Regions from separate parts of the Mus musculus genome. Here region 2 is linked to region 1. A link is a contact called in public Micro-C data. All regions are on one chromosome and are shown on one strand. Each heading gives the region's core, a stretch centred on a gene start, on an enhancer-like site or on the middle of the called end of the contact. The rest is flanking DNA. Distances are from core to core; before and after follow the strand shown.

Region 1 (6,929 bases), core at 2,071-4,570:
CATATGGTAATAGTATGTCTGTTTCAGAGTCTCCAAAGAGAGCCTCAGCTCTAAGCACTTCATTTGCTTACCAGGCCATTCTTGTTTTACAAATTTATATCCAAAAGAATTCTAAAAATGTTCACCTTCCTTTGTTTTGTAAGGATTTGGGCTTGCTCCAAGGTCCTTTCTGTCTTCGTGGATCACTTATAACATGACTTAATAAGCCAAAAGACTTTCAAGCAAATCAAAACCTTGAGGATTTCCTTGAAAATCCTGGTATTTCTGGATGACTGTGGTCCTTCTAAGAACATTAGAGAAATAACATGAATAGATAGATGTCTTCCATAGAGCACGCCTCTGTCCACTACTGCACTGGGTACTTTAAATATTCCAGATGTGACCGTGCACCACAATACAGTGTGTTCTCCTCACTTGCAAAGAGACACGGCGCTCAGACCCAGATATCATAATACTTGTTCTAAAAACTAAAGTTCTCATTGGTTAACAAACTTATTTCAAAAATGATTTGAGCTTCTACAACCTCCACAAAGTCATAAATTCTGGAGACCCTAAAGCCTCTCTCATCACTCGTTTCAATCCTCTAGTAAGCTCACAAGGATCATGGAGATTTAGATTGTCTTCATAAATCAGCAGACACAGGCCATGTGTTCAGTACTACATTAACTCATTGCAGAGCTAAAACTAAAGTTCCTGTATGAACATATGGCAGGGTTTTATCTATTAAACTATATTTCTATTCTACTCTATTCTATTCTATTCTATTCTATTCTATGATCTATTAAATTCATTTAAAAGTCAGACCCAAACTGTACAAGAAGCAATATTGTACCCAAGTAATCCACAAATACAGTGCAGCCAATCTTTTCATACATGTTAGAATAATACATAATTATAGGTAATTCGTATTCATGTTGGTTCCTAACAGAACATATGAGGAAGGAATGACTTAAGACTTTAGTCTTAAGGAAAGACTTAATGAATTTAGTAGTTTGAGGTATTCCGCTGTGTTATTGTTGATTGTCCATGAACAAGAACTGCAAAAATCCAGCCTGAAACACCAGTCCTCAGGAATAAACTAGAGCACAATATCTCTATGGTAACAAGTCAATAATTCAACCTTTCCCTGCTATTGCTACCAGTGCTCTCTGAAATAATGGACCACTCCAAGGAATATGAATGAAGAATATATTCTGTTGCCATAATGGACTGTGGATTAGTTACCAAGTGTTGGTGTGGTTGGTGTCTTTCATACTAGTGCATTTTGACAACACCTATTTTACAAGACCATTTTCCTGATAATGGAGCACCATAGCATCATATCCCAGTCCTCAGAAGAGGTAGGCAGAGTAGAGATTTTATAATTCTCTGAGTTTTCAGAAAATGATAAAATCCTACCAGATGTTCATTCGTGAACTTTAGTTTTACCTCAACGGTGAGTTAATTGATTTCCCATTCTAGCGCTCTTGAAACACAATAGGATCTCAAGTGGTTTTTAAGTAACACCATCACAGCAGCTAAAACAATATTTCTAGTACCCATTGTCCACTTTTTCATAAAATGAATGTCCTCAATCTAAAACAGACTCTTTGAGCTTCTGCTACCTCCTCTACAATTTCATTGTAATGTATCCCCTTTTTTGTGTCCAAATTGGTAGTGCCTCTCTCTAAGGGAATTGTTTCTGCTGGTTATGTGAGTGGAGGAGCCAGGATTCTGGGGTGACACAGATGTTCCAACATCACCTGAGAAGCATGGCATCTGTGCTATTTTATATTTTCGAGAAGTGTTACGTGTGCATCCGGATGTTTTGTATGTCTCTATAGACTTGGCTGTGGTCACATCCTTCTGTGAGTGTCAGAGGAGAGGCCAGAGGTAAACATTGGTCATTTTCCACTCCTGCTCCCCATCTTACTTTTAGAGATAGAGTCGCTCTACTCACTGTAACTGAATCCACCTATCTCCCCTGGGCCAGTGTTACATATGTATGACCAGACATTGAGCCACTATGACACATGAGCTTCTGCACTGGTGCTAAGAATCCAAACTACCTTAACTATGCTTACTCAGGGAACACGTTAACCTCTGATACATACAGCTACTCACTCCGCCAGTATTGCTTTTGAAGACACTGTATCCTCCTCCCAAGAATCATCGAACAAAGAAGAGGAGTCAGTACTATTTTGAGTCATGTTGGTAGAATAGTCAAATATCCAAATGATGCTAAGCTTGTTCCTTCCTAGAAAGATATAGTGAGGCAGTCATGGAAACTATGAAGAGTGGGTTACTCTCATGATACTTTAAAGTAGAGAGACTTTAACCGACCTGACGTGAAGCTTTAAGTGGCTTGTCATACAGCCATAAGGAACAAAACAACGGGGTGTGGCATTTCCAGAACAAAACATTTCTAGGCTACACATGCTATCTCAAGGGTTAAGATGGTTTTCATTTTATTTGGCTAGTTTTAGAATCAACGTCAGAAGCCTGAATGGGTAGCACAATACTAACTAGGCAAAGAGATGACTTTTAGTCTGGAACATTTTGGAAAGTCGAAAGCATCACTGACAAACATTAACAAAGAAGTCCATTCAAAGCAATATCTCCCCTTTGTGTACAAAGCACTAACATTATATGAGTCAGCCAGAGTTAGCATGATTTGCTTGGCATTCTTAGGTTACCCTAAGGAGACCCTTCTGGAATGTACACTTCCCCTAAGAGGAGGCCAGCCTTGGAGAACCTCGAAAATGAATGCAATGCTGTCTGCTATGAGAGATTTTCAACCAGAGTGTGTCAGAGAGCACATTGGCTTTCTTCCCTAAGAAGCCAACTCTGAGACAAGATTTCTCTCTTGAGGTGATGAAATTTAAGCCTCCCCAAACAGTACACAGAAGTGACTCATCATAAGATGGCAGCATAGAAACCCAGAGCTGTGTGAAGGGATTATTCTCCTGCGGGTCTGTGGTAATGAATCATCGATGTTTTTCCATCCTCTGCTCTTCTTCCCATTTGGGTAGTTCTCCCTGGGTGGAAGCCATTATGACCATTCCATAAACTAGAATTGGGAAATGTTTCCCTTGACGCAGATATTCGACTTAGAAAACTTCAAGAGCCCACACCAACATTTCAAAGTTGACTTCAATATTTTAGCTGCATTGAGCAATTTGGTTTCTCTAAGAAATTTTTACACACATGTCCACACACAAATATGGAGTACTGAAATTTCTTTTAAAAGTTCTCACAAAAACGAGTTAATTCTATGATGACTAAAAGCCTTTCAAAAATATGTTTTGTACGAGATTGGTGACTCGTGGCTGTCATTCCAGCACTTGGGAGAAAGAAGCAGGAGGGCTGAATTGAGAGGCCATCATGGTAATATAGCTAGATGGTGATTCATTCTCTCTCTCTCTCTCTCTCTCTTTCTCTCTCTCTCTCTCCATATCTGTTTGTATGTACAAATATGTACAGGTACATAATTTGATACAAAGACCAATAATAAATTTTGAATGTCAACATTTCCCATTTATTCTAAGTATATAAATTTGGATTTCTCGTAAGTAATTGGTAAGTTTGGGAGTCTGTACTGAAAGTTGAGTTTAAAGTTTCTTTTAAAGAAGAGAGAAAAGAAATGGCTAAACACTCTAAACACTGCCACCAGGGATGGAAAAGAGCTTGGCTAACGTACCTACATCTTTGGGGTCATCAAGTCTGGACATTTTCCTCTTTAAATGTATTCACAAGCTTCAGAAAATGATCTTCTTGGAGTGCAAGACTCACTCGATGCATTTTAGAGACAGTGGAATATTGCGGGGGTGGGGACAGGGGCAGAGAGGAAGATTGCTTTGCGTGAGTGAAGCAAATGCTTAGATTTTTGTCTATTTCATTTTAATATAAAACTGTGTACCTGGACTGAATCAGGAACAGGGTGAACCCAGCAAAACCAGCAGAGGGTCGGCAGATGACTCACAGGAACTGTGCTTCATTGACGGTCTGAAAGCCTGCTCTGAACCTCAGCTCAGCCACTAACTGATCCTGGGAGCTTGGTAGCACTTCTCAGAGGCTTAGCTTTTCATTTCTCATCCCCACAATGAAGAGTTTTGACAAAATGAACTAGGTGCAATGAATTCCCCTATCATATGCAAATTTCTAATGAAAGAAGTTGAAGCTGAGGAGAGAACACACTATGACTGACATTTACCTTCCTAGGAAAGGGAGCCAAGAGATCAGCATTAGGAAAAATAGCCCCAGGAGCTGGCATTTTTAAAATAAGTATCATGAGGTTCCATGGGGCTTCTTGGTACTTGGTAAAGAAGATAAAAGTTCTAAGGTTTATTCAAACAAAAATAATTCACCACTAGGCAGGAGCATTCACACACACACGCACACACACACACATGTACACACATGTACACACATGCACACACACACAGAGTGGTTGGTAAGAGAAAATTTGACTCAAGAATTGCAAATAACAATGCCAAGAAGTATATATTTTGAAAGATACTTGAATTTCTCAATTTCTGCATAATCTTGATAAATTATAATAGAGTTTTCAATATAGCTTTGAATGACTTAGTAATAGAAAATAATCACTAATATACAATAGTCTTAAAAGCATCACAGAGCCTCTCACACTAAGATGCTATGATGGTTAACCTCTATTGTCAATTTGATAGGATGTGAAGTCAGCATAGAAGCAATCCTCTGACACTCTTGTGAGGGAAACCTTAGATTTTACTAATATATATGGGAAATGCTCCCTAAGTGAGAGTAGCCTTATTCCAGGAACTGGAGAATCTGAATAGGATGGAAAAGTGCACAGAGAAGCTTCACTCGGCACTCTCAATGTCTTTACTGTGGATGTAGTGAGATCAGCTGTCTCCAGTTCCAGCTGCATGATGCCTCCACGAGATGTACCCTAAATCAAAAATACAAAGTTCACCTGGGCTTGCTTTTCTCAGGCATTTTGCTACAGCAATAAAACAAAAAACAAAAACAAAAACAAAAAAACTTATGTCTTCAAGGTTTTTCTTGACATTTCATAAAGATAAAGATGATGTGTTCAAAAAAAAAAAAAAAAAAAAGAAAAAAAAAGATGATGTGTTCACCGATAAAGAACATCCTTCCAGAGGCAGAAGGAATTTGTCTGAAGCTGCACGGGGGAAAGCCAGCTCTTGACTTACGTCACTTCCTGTCTTTTCAAGATGATTCCCAACCCCTAGTCCCTGACCACCCACGTGCATGCTCTTTAATCTTTCCAAGTTTTAGCTTCTACCATTGTAAAATGAGATTTCTACTTTCAGAAATTTACAGACATTAGAGACTGTGTCTAAAACGATGGCTAATTAAATACTATCAATTTCCTAACATTGCTGTGCTCACTTAAACTAAGTAGACAAGAGCACTCCTGGTTCCAACACTCACAGATTAACTCAAGCTTTGGTTAAGATGTATTTAAACTGATGAATGTGGACAAGTAAGATCCTGCATACACACAGGCTTTCAGTGTACTGGGAACCTAGTTCCTCAGTTCTGTTCTCCTTGTCAATAACAGATACAGCATCAAGCCACAAGTCCTTGCGACAGCCAATGCATAAAAACAAAACAAAACAAAACAAAAAACCCCTGAGCTCCACATGCACAAGTTGACAAAGATGAATGACCTTATGATGAGGATTCATGACGACTCATCTCAAGTTGATTATGAATAAATTCTTCTAGTGACAATCTGTAGTCCTAAATCAGATGTGGCTTATTGATATATATATATATATATATATATATATATATATATATATATATATATATATATATGTATGTATATATATATCACTCACAAATCATTGTATTATTATCTAATAGCCAAATTTATAAGTTATCAGTAATACAAAAATTTAGGAAGGAAGACAACTTGGATGACATTAGATCATTAGATTCAGGGATAACTACCACAGGAGTTATGACATCTCTGCATAGTGAACCAGGAATGGAGGTGTGTCTTGTATCTGAATTGGATGCAAGAAGGTCCCTGACAGACATTTGTTCAGTTGAAGTTCTCCGAGAGTTTGAATAGATCATGCGAAGTCACATGGCTGGTCCACACTAGAGGAGATCCTCAGTCATCATCCGTGAAAACACAATCTGCAGTCGAGATATGCACAGGAAAGACTGTTGTCAAGGTAGGGGCATCTTCTTTCAGCTGAACAAGGTTCATGGTGGGTGCATTCACAAGCCTCTACATTTAGCTTCTCATTTTAGGGGCTGCATCTAACCACCTCAAGTTGATCTTTGCTTCTTATCTTCCTTTCATTTCTTGAATCCAATCAGTCATCTAGTAAACATATCCAACAAAGTATCTAAGACAGATCCTTCCATTTTAATTCAAACTCTCAGCCTCTTCTCTGAATTATTGTACTGGCTTCAGGGCTCTATTGACTTTCAGAACGTCTTTCACCTACATCCAGACTGAGCACTGTTTGATACACAACAGCCTTATTTCCAACACTTAAAACAATAAAATAAAATTTCTTATTCTGACTTAGAGACTTAGAGTTTATGAAAAACTGGCTTTACGTTCATCTCCAAATTCTATCATTTTGAAGTAAAATTTTCTCTTTTGTTACATGTTTTCTTATTGCCTCTTTAACTTTTGTTTACAATTCCCCAGCCACCACCCATGAATGCAAACATCCCAGGCTCTATTTTGTTTTCAAGTTTCCACAATTGTTTTATTTATACTGAAATTATACCTTTGAATGTTAAAATCTTTTCTTCTAAAATCATTACACCTTCATTGTCTCAATCTCTGCACATTCTAACAGCTGCTAAGTGTACCAATACTCTGGAATCTATACCGGGGTTAATCAATTCCTCCAAATAATAGAACTGTAGATTTTCCTTCCCACTTAAACTATCACTATTCACTTTATTTGCTG
Region 2 (6,929 bases), core at 1,792-4,291, 720 kb after region 1:
GTGTAGAATGGCAAAGCCTTTGGCCAGAACTACGTGCTGCAAGGGGAAGCCTTGTCCCGACAATGGCCTTACAAGCACGCTCTAAAGATTAACCTGACATCTGTCTCCTGCTGTATGCTTTCATTAACATTAATTAATTCACTCCTTTTTGAGATTTCAATTTGCCTAGATGATCCATTATAAATTAGAAAATAATGTGCTCAGGTTATAATTTAAAACGTTCTCAGCTGATAGTTAATGAACTTGATTCAGGAAGGGTAAACTGAAAGAATGAATTTTTAATGCTAATTTAAAGGACATTAGTTGCTATGGACAGAATGATTTCATTGCCACTGTTTGAAGCAGGGAAATTAGGCTGCAGCTGCAGTGGCTCCCATAGGTAACTAGCAACATCTGTACTTGCGAAGGGGTTAAAATTTGTCTGGACAGCAAAGAGACGCAGAGATGCTTTTCTAAGACAAAGATACGTACATGGTTGGGAAACCTGGATACTCTTATCTTGTAAAGTTGTTCCTCCTAGTTCTCCTTGGGAACACAATGAAGCAAAGTCATATTCTAAGGCCAGATATGATCACTTGGGTCGCTTCCCTCACAAACAAGAGGCAAGACACTAGCCCTGCCTCCTTACCTCTGGCTGTTGTGAGCATTGTTTTCATTAAGTGCCAATCACTGTCTTATACTGAATTTGACCATGGGCCAGTGAGTATATAGATAACACAATTTGAACTTGTTTATTATTATTATTACTATTACTATTTTAGTTTTAATTTTTTATTTTTTGGGTGGGGGGATATGGAGAGACTGGGAAATGAGTGTGATCAGGGTGAAATTCCCAAAGAATCAATAAAAATATTATGTTGAAAAAAATTCCAACTCAAAGTTCTAATAAGAGTCAGTTCTAAGTTTTCTAGTCTGAAAGTCCCCATTTGTAAGACTGCAAATAGTCACAGTGTCTTTAGGACATAAACTTAAGATGGTAAAAGTGGTGAGTGCTAGATTCCAGACTGGAACACAGAATATCTACTGAAGGCAGATAGACTTCAGAGTACACTCATAACTAGACATTGATTCTAACTCAGGAGATCATGAACAGTTAAAGATGGGCTTTCAGTTAACATTACCTGATCCATTAACAGCATTCAGAGATCATCATCTCAGATACATACCATCAGTGCTGGGGTCTGCTGAACCCAGACAGTGTACAGGCAGGATGAAGAGCCTTTGTTCAGTGCCTATGTTTTCTCACAGGCGGTCTGCTGCGTGTATCTAACACTGCCAAGTGATTGGGGGGTAGGAGGGAACACAAAGACATAGTTTCAATAAGAACATTTCCTTTTATCCAATCATTCACATACTTTAAAAAACTTACCAGTAAGAACTAGTCTGGGTACTGGACAGACAAGACTGGTCAAGACACCATGCACACTCACCAGGAAGCCTGAAGGAAGAACAAGAAATTTAATAATGAGCTGAAAAGACAATCTGTACCCTAAAGAAATAGTTTAATATTGTTATTATTATTATTATTATCATTATTATTATTATTAGAAAGAAAAGTTTCAGGGGCTGTGACGTTTGAACTGAAGTGTGGAAAATTAGGACAGGGTGGGGTGGCGTGTCAAATTCTCCAGCCTGGTCATGTTTGACATTTTGCACTTGGGTCATTTTTTACTATAGAGAACCAGACTGCCTCCCCCAACCCCAACCCTGGAGATATTTAACATCAGCCTTGTCTCAATGCAGTATATCACTACTTTCCCCAGGCTATCACAGTTACAAACATCTTGAGATGTGCCAAATGTATCTTAAGGGATCAAAGTAGCCCCAAGCTAAGTACTGCTTGGCTTCACAGGAAAGTGGTGAGCGCTGAAGAAAAGAAGAGGGAGGGAGAGAATCACATAGAAGAGGGCCCGCTGGGGGCTGGGTGATGGCTCAGTAGGTAACATATTCACAACACAAGGGGATTACCTAAGTTTGTAGTCACAGTAGCTGTTGAAAGCTGTGCATGGCCATGAACACCTATCACCCCAGAGCTGGGGAGGCAGAGAAAGGACAATCATGGGCTTAACTGACCACCCAGTGCAGCCAATCATGGAACTCCATATTCAGTGATAAACCCTGTCTCAGAGGTATGTAAATAAGTAAATAAACAAACAGACAGGGTAGAGAAAGACACCTGACCTTTTGCCTACACACGCGCGCGCGCACACACACACACACACACACACACACACACACATCCTCTATACAGTCCTGGCTGGCCTAGAACTTAGAACTTGTGATTCTCTTGTCTCTCTCTGTTTTAAGTGCTAGGATTACAGCCATGAACTACCACAGCAGATTCATTGTCGACTCACTTTTATGACTAAATATCCATAGGAGATTTTGAATTGTTATGTTGCTGCCTTCAGTCACCATTCAGAAGCATGGACAGTAGTATTTTTTCTTCCTGTGAAACACAATAACCCAGATTGCTAGACATATCTTAAAAGTGGCTGGTAAGTTCTAATAATGTCATGAACACTTACCTACTGAATAACACCAGATAATGTTCTATCCTTCAAGACTTGTCTGCATAAGAAATGTTTGGGTCATAATGTATAGGGTTTTTACAACTGTATTACTGTCTATATTTGGAAGAGCTAAGTCATAATTTTGACTTTCAGTTAATTGAGATTTTTATACACACAGCATCATAACCCTTTAATAACTGACAAACTCAGAATGCAGATAATATTTTTGGCAATCCAGAATTCTTCTCAATAAAGTGCAAGAAAGCAAATGGTATTCTTCAAGTAGGGAATACTATTTGGCTCAAGACTGTGTACATACACATTTCATCTGAGCTCACATCTTTCCGCCTCTCTTCAGACAGGAAACCACTTAGGATCCTTTTTAAAGGACCTCTGAGTGTCGATGGGTCAAGAGAGCCAGTGATGTAAAAAAAAAGAGACAAGGGCTGAGGGACGGCTGTGCTCCAAAGGCCTGGGAAGAAAGCTTATCGTGTTGCCCGCTCTGGCTATGACACATCCCAACTCCTGGGAGGAAATCAAGAGCGGAAACTGGGCAACCATGGAGATGAGTCACGAGCAAGGAGACTGTGAGCGTTATGAAGCCGACAGCTGCAGAACAATGGAAGCTGCGAGGCTATTTTTGTTTGGCTTCAACAATTAATTGAACCTGGTGGAGCTGACAGTGTGCCTTCTCTCGATCTTCCCTTACTAAAAGTGGAACGTTTCCATGCCAAAAACTAGCATCTCCTTCCTGTTGGAGATTGATTAAAACGCCACTGTGCTCTTTCATGTGTTTACCTCTAGAAGGAGCTTATTACAAGACAAAAAGTATCCAAACGTTGAAAAAAAGAAACGGCCATTGTGTTACTGGGTTTCTAAGGCTGAACTGAGAACTCAGATATAGGTGGACCTCTCTCCTACCAGTAAGTATGGCAAAGAATAGCCAGAGGCCTTCAGAAGCAGATGGCTTGCATAGTTACAGTTATGGATTTCTTTTTCTTTTTCTTTTTTTTTTTTTAATTTTCAATTACATTTCCACGGGGGGGGGGGGGGAGGAATAAGAATTCAGTCAAGAAAAATGTAGCTATCCCTAAAAATTTCTCACTGTTCACCAAAGTGCCCCAAGTCGAGACAGGTATAAATTTAACATTACCATATCAGAAAACAAAATTTGAGGCAGAATTCGGAAACTTGTGTGAAAATGATTGTCAATGTACTGATCCTAGGATATCATGAGCATTTGTTAATATCTTCCCAATCAACATTGCTTCTTTGGAGCCTATGATTATCCGACCATAAAGAGGTTGAATAGTTTTCCTACGTTAGAAACATCCCTTAGGTTGTAGAATGGAGAGCAGATATGGAGAGAGTAGGAGATGAATGGGATTGGGGTAGATAATGTAAAATTCACTACTACTACTACTACTACTACTACTACTACTACAAATGAAATATCACTTTGGCTGGAAGTTCCAAGATCTGAAAGGAGGTTTTAACCCAAGTGGCCGCATGAATCATAAAGTGGTCACAGGATTGGCTTCAATGAGCAATGACTAACAATTCTGGGAGCAATGTGGGTCTAATCAGATACCTCATCTTAAAGGAGCTGGGTCAGAATTCCAGAAGGGCAGAGACAACTGGGAATGTCTCCAGGACTTGAGCAGGCTTCATGGCATGTTAATGGGAGAAAAAGATGAACCATTTAAAGTAAGTGTTAATACAATTAAATTACTGGAGGTAGAGGAGTCTGCAGGGAAAAACCAAACTGGAGAGGAAATAGGGAGGAAAAATCACCACAAATTCCTCTCACTCTTGCACATCCTCAGAGGCAGCTCTAGCTTCTCATCTCCAAAGTGTGATTACATTGTTCTAGTCTTTTTCCCCCCAAATGCACCCATGTAAACACAAAAATCAAGATGTTCTTGATGGCCACAAGCTGCTGTGGGACCTCAGTGTTCATTCTATTTCTTCCTAATGAAGTCTTTTTCCTCTTCTTCTTCAGGGCATAAAATATTGTATCTGTTAAATACGACCTGATGTTGTAGGACATGATTTATGCAGTTTCTTCCATCATTACCTTTGAGTAAAACATCAAAAAAGTATTTTAAAGGAGCCTTGGCAATGTTGTGCAAGGGTTTGCCTATATGCATGAAGCCCGAGATTTGATTCTCAGCATCACATGGATACTGAGACAGAGGTCAGTCTGGACTATGTGAGACCCTGTAGCAACAAGAAAACAGATGTCAACCAACCAAACAGAAAAAAAAATTGAAATTAATTAGAAACTCATTTCTGTGAAAGGTCACATGCTGCCAAGCCTGACTTAGCATCCTCTATCCTATATATGCCCTGGATTGAGCACCATTCTACAATTTGGCTCTTTTGTTGCTATTTTCTTTCTTGTTTAATTTTCTTTTCTCAATATAAAATAAAATTTTATGGACAGGAATTTAGTTCTTCTCCCCAAGAAGAACTTCTTCCCAAGGTACAATTACTGTATATATTGATTTAAGATATCTTTTAAAGTTTACCCTTGCATTTTCTGTACAATGATGTCTTGGAATTACCTCTGCATTATAATGCTTACTTTTCTGAATATGGATTTTAAGCCTCCTTTAATATTTCAGAATCACATGTGAGAAACACAGCCTTATTCTTCACCTGGAACATTTCAATATATTTAGCTTTTATTTGGTGCTATGATCATTGGAAGATGGCATCACCTTCTGAGACCATCATTTATATAGTCAAAGGACAAAATTGCTTGGAAGATTGTCACCTCTGGCTGATGTGCACAGTGTTCTTCTCAGTGGTTTGTTTCTGAAAGACAATGTATGTGTTGAGCAAGAGTGTGTGCATATGAACAGGTACACATGTGTGGGAGAGCATGCAGAGAATAAGAGGCATTCGAAAACAGTTATTTAAGTTACATTAAGCCATGATACCCTATATTTTTAAGTGTGCTTAAAAAGTGACTTGCAGGCTCACAATGATATAGTTCATGTTTTAGCTATTCCAATAAAGCCCAGATGAGCTTACACTGCTAACAACTTCTTCCTCCTGTTCCCAACCCTGTGTTCTCACTTCTCGGATTACTTACATAATTGTCGATCATGTATGTCCTTTCAATTTTATAACCAGTTTTTAGTAAAGTCCTACCAGCCAGCCTTTGGTTACCATTTTGCACCACATTTTCTTTTCTCGGTTTCTCCACCTCTTGCTTTGACTCTTAAGGCTGGTGTGAATTTTAGTTCTGATTCCTGCAGCTCTGTCCCTACTGTGTACTGTGCTGAGCAGTCTGACCAGACACGGAAAGCATTGCTCACACATGCAGGCCATGGCGTTCTATGTCACAAGTGTTTCCTCATTGTCTTCTTGGAGGAAATGGGTGTGGGAGTCCAACATCAACTTCGTTTGCTTTCATCTGAAATGACCTTGACATTGCTTACTGGTCTCAAAGATAATTCGTCTTTAAGAGGAAGTGGTGCCCTCTTCCTCGGGCCAGGCTTTCTTCCCCTTGTATGTATTATATAATTACCAGAGAATTCACATTTTTATTTTTTGATTTTTGAAAAGAGGGTGGTCTCGTACTCCCAGTTTAGCTGAGGATGGCCATGATCCTCCTGCCTCTCTCCCCTGAGCACTAGAATGACAAGTCCAACATTTGAAAAGACCAATTCCTTTCACTCTTTTAGTGTGCTTTGATTGTCATGCTATTGGGGCATAAACAAGGCCCCACCCACCAGCTGCAGCGCCAGCTCCTCAATGTGCATTTTACTGTTACCAGCGTCCTTTTGGTCCTCTCCTTAAGACTTGCTTCTTAAATATTTTATTTCCTTCTGCTGTTTCACTGGATTCCAGCAGTTTCATCTTTACTGCCAGACGCCTTGCTATCACTGTCTCCCATCCAGTTGTGTCACCACAGGTTCATTTACAACTGTGATCATTTCAAATTGTCATGGTGAAATGTATGGCAAATTTTATCATTTCTGGCAATTATTTTTTTCCTGGAGACTTTTCTCAGAAAGTGATTTTCTTTTCTATTCTGTGTTTGTTTATTTTTTTTTGTACTGTTGAAAGGGTTGGATAGGTGTACGAGTGTTGCTATTAAAAAGCTCTGTAGAGTAGGTAGTTTAAAACTACAGAAATGTATTTATGTTCACATTTCTATGAGAAACAAAACAAAAGCAAACAAACCACCACGACCAACAACAAAGAATACCAGGCCCTTGCTTCCCATGGAGCCTATATGGAACTCTCCTCTGGGCGGCCAGCTTCTAGTTTCTTCAGAATTCCCAGGCTCCGTTCACAGTCCTCATGTGCATGTAGTTCACTTCAGCCTCTGCCAGTCTCCTTTCAGGCCTCTGACTCCTCAGCAGGACCCAGGTCGCACTGGACTGTCACTTGCTTGCTGCC

What was found. Hi-C and Micro-C count contacts between places; a contact is called where the count stands out from the background.
Region 2: a Micro-C map of muscle stem cells shows a contact between it and region 1, with 6 times the contacts expected there. The contact joins two enhancer-like sites. A contact is called at or near these places in 1 of 484 Hi-C or Micro-C datasets (muscle stem cells) and 1 of 115 datasets of contacts at active chromatin or transcription factors (fibro-adipogenic progenitors).

The regions. Positions count from the first base shown.
Region 1 is chr3:136,429,426-136,436,354 of GRCm38.p6, forward strand. It overlaps 1700030L20Rik (RIKEN cDNA 1700030L20 gene), which reads right to left. Exons shown (of 5, transcript NR_040592.1): 5 at 5,845-6,135. Among named protein-coding and RNA genes, the nearest start is that of 1700030L20Rik, 16 kb to the right of the region's middle. Within about 2 kb of position 3,321, at least 37 of the 459 cell types and tissues checked have an H3K27ac peak or open chromatin away from gene starts, as enhancers often do. A contact at or near this core is called in muscle stem cells, where this site is marked.
Region 2 is chr3:137,147,555-137,154,483 of GRCm38.p6, forward strand. No RefSeq gene overlaps it. Among named protein-coding and RNA genes, the nearest start is that of Gm26107, 83 kb to the left of the region's middle. Within about 2 kb of position 3,042, at least 77 of the 459 cell types and tissues checked have an H3K27ac peak or open chromatin away from gene starts, as enhancers often do. A contact at or near this core is called in muscle stem cells, where this site is marked.